Linked DNA regions of Mus musculus: region 1 is linked to region 2. A link is a contact called in public HiCAR-type data. All regions are on one chromosome and are shown on one strand. The core of a region is the stretch at or near the end of the contact, and the rest is flanking DNA. Distances in the headings are between cores, read along the strand shown. Region 1 holds the start of Cplane1 (ciliogenesis and planar polarity effector 1). Region 2 holds the start of Lifr (LIF receptor alpha).

Region 1 (2,780 bases), core at 275-2,774, 1.0 Mb after region 2:
ATAATCGAGAGATAGGGATAGCAACTGTCCACAACTTCCTCCTGCTGAATTGGGTTGACAAATATTTTTAAGGGGTGGGAGGAGGAGGGAAAGTGGAAGAAGTGGTTAGGCTTAAGAAAGCTAGCACTAGCATCTGTTACCCAGTCGTTGTATACGTAGAAGGCTCAGGGCTTGACAGGTTCTGACTGGAGCTGTCTGAAAGGCTGGATGAACCTAATCCGTCTGGAACCTGGGGCTATTCCTGAAGCTGCTCTAGAAGCAAGTCTCTGGAGACAGCATCAGAAGGGAGGGGGCTGGAGCAGCAGCTCATTTCAGCGTCCATGCGGATGAACCTTGTCAGAGCTGCACATTCAGCAATACGTGAATCTTACAACCAACAGTTTAGTACTGTAAGATACCTGTGTGGATTGTGCAAAGTGCACAGATGAGTTAAGGTTGAACTTTTGCTCCTTGTTTGAGCAGGTAAAAGACGAGTATTCTTTTTATGAGTTAATTTGATCGATAACCAATTGTGATAAATCCTTCATGACATGTGAAGAATTCCATGACCAACACGATTTATTGTCTAATTTTAGCTGAAGTTTTGGCTAGAGACTTTTTTTTTTTTTTTTTGGTTTTTTGAGACAGGGTTTCTCTGTGTAGCCCTGGCTGTCCTGGAACTCACTCTGTAGACCAGGCTGGCCTCGAACTCAGAAATCCGCCTGCCTCTGCCTCCCAAGTGCTGGGATTAAAGGCGTGCCACCACTGCCCGGCAAGTTTTTGTTGTTGTTGTTGTTGGTTTTTGTTTGTTTGTTTGTTTATTTATCTATTATATGTGTGTGCACTGTTGTCTTCAGACACTCCAGAAGAGAGCATCAGATTTTTGTTATGGATGGTTGTGAGCTACCATGTGGTTGCAGGGATTTGAACTCAGGACCTTTGGAAGAGCAGTCGGTGCTCTTAACCGCTGAGCCATCTCACCAGCCCGTTGTTGTTGTTTTTTAACTTGTTATTTTATGAGTGTTTTGCCTACGTGTATGTATGTGCACCACCTTTGTAGCTGGTGCCCACAGAAGCCACAAAAGAGTGTCAGATGCCCTGGAACTGGAGTTACTCAGGGTTATGTCGTAGGTGCTGGGACTCTGAAATCGGGTCCTCCACAAAGGCAACAACTGCTCTTAACAGCGCAGATCTAAATGTTGGTTCTTAAGGCATTCTCATGCCAAGCTCCACGGAGAGCTCGGAAACTCAAAAGTCTTGCACGAGGGGAAGCCAGGGATGGATGGAGAGAGAAAGGACTACCGAGCTGAGGAGAGAGCAGGAGGGCAGGACAGACTCGGTGGAGGTAACCCACTCTGGCAGGCTTGCAGCGCTCTCCCAGAACCCCGGCGCAAAGCTGGCTACGCCGAGGAGGCGGGGCGGGCGGGGATCCGTCAGGTGCCCGCCCACGGAGCGGCATGGAGCATGCGCAGTGGGGCGGCCCCGCCCACGCGTCGCCTGGACACGGCTCTGGGGTGGCGGGCGCGGCCTCCTCCAGGGCTCAGCGGCTTCGCAGCCTCTGCGGTCCTCGGTGGGAGGTGGCGGCCTTGGGACCTTCCCCAGGGGCTCGGTCCCCGTGCCCCCCGCCTCCCAGGGTCTCCGGGCTAGCTGTGGGGACTTCCGTTTTCCTCGCGGCCGCCCGCCGTCCCGCCCAGGTCCTTCTTTGGGTCGCAGGCGTCCCCTCCCCGCCGTGGCCCCTCACACCTCCACAGGGGACCTCCGGGCAGGACTCTGCGGCCACAGCCACGAGGAAACCTCTGAGGAGACCCCAGCGGACGGCAGAGCAGTGAGGGATGGACGCGGGTTCCTAGCATCCTCCGTAGCACAAACCCCGCCCGGGACGTCAGCGATTTTCTTGAAATTGTATGCTCCGATTTGTTTGAAATAAAGGTACCTTTCCCCGGTTCCCGTAGACTGGGCAGATTACTCCTGTCATACATATATTTTTGCGCCATGGAGCGGATTTTTTTTAAAAATCAGTTCTTCCATCTGCAGTGTCTGTTGTGTAGTGCTTGGTCTATCCAGTAGCATCAGTGTTTTGAGAGGCTTTGCAGTATGCGTCAGAAAATGGTGTTTGCTGCATCCCAGGAGAGAGGTGATTGTTAGAATTCTAAGTGACGGGAGGTTGTACGTGATTCTGTAGCGCACCGTACTGAAATCTTGAAGTGGGTTTGCTGTCTTTCTATCTTTTATGCTTTACTTGAAAAAAAAAATATGTCTATCTTTTCCCAAACAAATCCTTTGCATAAATCTTTAAGTGTCTTTCACATCTAGAAGGACTCATTAGACAAAAAACATAATACAATTAATCCCTCAAAACCAAAACTAACAAGTTGCTGTCACCAGTAGAATCTAACGATGATTAACTCAGTCGTGCTGGGTTTTCTCCTGTTGCCTTTTATCAATTTTGCATTTAAAGTTGCATAATGTAATTAAATATGTATTTTAGATTAACCAGTTCCTTATGTTTTGCTGTACCTTATTTTTCTCTTTACATGTGCATATGTATAGTATTTAGGAATTATTAAACTACCTAGAAATAGCTTTTGATTTGAAGATGATTGCGTATATTAAATAGTCTTATATTCACTTGTCATACTCAGAATAATGCATATTTCTGGTAATGCTATTTTACATGAGTAGTCATCAAATTTAGGAAACTTGGCATTGAATAATATAGCATTTTTGTTTTGTTTTTTGATGCAGAATAAAATGCTTCATTTGGCCGCCTTGTGTGGTTAAATCATCCTTCATTTGGAACA
Region 2 (2,728 bases), core at 40-2,539:
ATAAAGGAAAAGCAATATGGTCCAACTTAAATGGGGGCGGGTTCAGCACAGTCCAGAAACAGTCATGGACAGCAGGAGGCACTTCATGTTCAAAATATGCACTTTAGTGGAGTTGGTCACTAGGATACTCTTAGTGACTTTATTTTGAAAGATGTTATTAAGAATTTATTTTTTCATGCAGTATATTTTCAGGTGTCTTGTTGCCCATTTTGGAGTTACATTATTAACGGGGGATATTTATTTTAGAAAATAAGCTTCATCCTGCCGATTTGCAAATTGCTGTAGATTCTAAAGTCTAGAATTTCAGTCAAAGGTCCCTCACAAACTCCTTGGCCCTGGCGCACCAGATAAATCACATCTGAAAACAAACAAGCGGCTCCCTATGGAAGGTGTGTCTGCACAGCCATGTGACTGCGTGCCAGTGGCTCCGTCTGGCACATTTCTGAACTTTGCAAAATTAATTGTGCTAAAGAGAACACCATCAAACGCGTCCGGCACAGAGCGTAAACATCTTCAAACCACGACTCTGCGCCATAAAACACTCCTACCAATTTCATTTGGTGCATTACTCTGGAAGGAACACCGAGGCCAAGTGAAACTGCGGAAATGGGAACAATGCACGGAGGAAAAATCTCACCCCATTAAGGGATCCGTTTCTTCTCTGCACAAATAAGCCCAACACGCCTCAGAGGCACGACTAGATGGCTCCAGGATGTTCTCAGTTGCCCCCGCAGGCCCTCAGGAGCTGAGAGGTCCCCTCACCAAGAAAGTAGGGGAACTGAGTGGCAGCGCCCCGGCTTGGGGGCAGTTTAGGTAATGCACAAAATCAGAAAGAAAGAAAGGAAAAAAAAAAAAACCCGCAGTAATTGGCGTCCGTGTGCCTTTTCGGGGCGACACGAGTTTCCTCCTCCGCGCACGGCTTGCAAAGTGCAATGACAGCGGTTTGGGAGCCGCGCTGCTTCCCGCAGGGCCGCCTGGGCTCCGCTGGCCTTTCCGGAGGCTTTGCACCCGCAGGGCCGCTGCGCTCTCGCCCGCCGCTCGGTGACCTTGCAAGGCTGGCCGCGCGACCGGAGTCTCGGCAGAGGCACCTCCCTGGGCGCCGGGCCCGCGCGCGACCCAGAGGCTCCGACTCACGCGCGGCCTCGCGGGCCCGCGGGCCCGCGTCCCCGTGCGCGCGGCAGGGACGGCGGAGAAGGCTGCGGGGGCGCGCGGGGCGGGGCCTGGGCGGGGCCTGGGTGCTGCGCCCCCCGCCGAGCTCCTCGCAGGCGCCGCCTCCGGGCGCGCAGTCTGCGCCGGAGCGTCTCGGCAGTGGCCGCGGCCGTTATCGTCGCCTGGCGCTGCGGTGGCTCGCGGGGTTGGGAGAAGGCAGCGGCGGCCGGTCGTCGGTGGCCGCTAGAGCCGGCCTGCAAGGGGACAGGGGCGCCAGGACGGCGGCTGCTACCACCGGACTGCTCCTTCAGGACTGCAGTCCTGTGCTGCAGGGTCCGGGCTGCCCCGGGGCGGCGGCCGACTGGGATGGCAAGATAGCGGCGCGGGAGCGGCTGGTGAGTGCGGGGGCGCGGCGCGGCAGCCCGGAGCGCGTGCGGGGGGCGCGTCCCCGGCTCTGGGGCAACGCCACTCGGGCTCACGCCGTCCGTGCCAGCCGAGGGGTCAACCCTGCAGCCCGCGCCCACGCGGGCTACACCGCGGGAAACTTGTGCGGCGCGAAGGGCACTGAGTTCCAAGGCCAGAGGTTACCAGGGGGATGGGCAGGACCTTTAATTCCCCATTCGGAGCTGCGACCTGCCAGATGGTTTCCTGCCCCTAAACCTCAGCGCTTCAGAAAAGTAGTTCCTCGTCCTTTCTGTTTTGATGGTGCATTTGACTGACCTGTCTGTAGTTCTAGGTGCTTGTGTCCGAAGGCGCTAAACTTATTAAACTCCCAAGTTAAAGTGTAGGCAAGCAAAGTTAGGCTTCCTAATGGATGGCTTTCCGGATGTGTTGTCTAAAGCACAAAGCTGAGATCGTGGACCCAGACGCACAGAAAACTGCACAGCAAGTGTTGTGAACTTACACAGGAGCTTGAGTTATGTGATTCTAGCCCCCACTTCAGCTGCCAAGACACACGAATCTTTCGTTTACACTAGGGTTATCTTTGGGTCCCTTTCTGTAGCTGTGTTTAATGCAGTCAGATACTGAAAGGACACGTGCGCTGTTACTGACTGACAGTTACATGCATTCTTTGCGTTTACTTTGTTTCTTTAAAGTGGGTTTTTCAGCAGAACTTTCAGTTTAAACTTTGCCATCCAATGCCTTCCCTTGCATATTTAACCCAGCAAATAATATTTGCTTAGAGTTGACCTGACTTTACGTTAGTCAGGAGTTCAAAAGCGGTGCCCACGTTATATTTAAAGCACCGCCCCCAGTGAAAAACTAAAGCATTTGTTTATTGCAACTGATGCCGTCCCCTCCCCTTGCAGGATTATCTTGACACAGATCTGAAGTCATACTCCACTAGGAGCAGAGGCTCCTCGGGTGAGACTGGCAGAGGGAAGCAAATCTCAGCATAGCCTGTGCTTTTAAAAAACACTGGACTGTGCTCTTTTCTTTCTCTCCCTGACTTTCCTTCTTCCAACCAGGTGGAAACTGTGTTCATTTGGAGGCATCCATGAGGAACCTTAAGCTCAGTTTCAATAGGAGGCGTATTGTCAAGGAGGCCGGAGCTGCTGTTTGCTCTCAGGCCAGAGTT

Evidence for each region. HiCAR-type assays count read pairs that join an accessible place to other places.
Region 1: a contact with region 2 is called in a HiCAR-type map of astrocytes, with 2.8 times the contacts expected there. The contact joins the promoter of Cplane1 here to the promoter of Lifr in region 2. A contact is called at or near these places in 1 of 484 Hi-C or Micro-C datasets (uterus), 1 of 115 datasets of contacts at active chromatin or transcription factors (astrocytes) and 1 of 9 other capture datasets (pancreatic islet).

What each region holds. Positions count from the first base shown.
Region 1 is chr15:8,167,582-8,170,361 of GRCm38.p6, forward strand. Cplane1 (ciliogenesis and planar polarity effector 1) reads left to right here and starts at 1,525. Exons shown (of 53, transcript NM_001162906.1): 1 at 1,525-1,908; 2 at 2,725-2,780.
Region 2 is chr15:7,128,283-7,131,010 of GRCm38.p6, forward strand. It overlaps Lifr (LIF receptor alpha), which reads left to right and starts at 1,290. Exons shown (of 20, transcript NM_001358593.1): 1 at 1,290-1,544.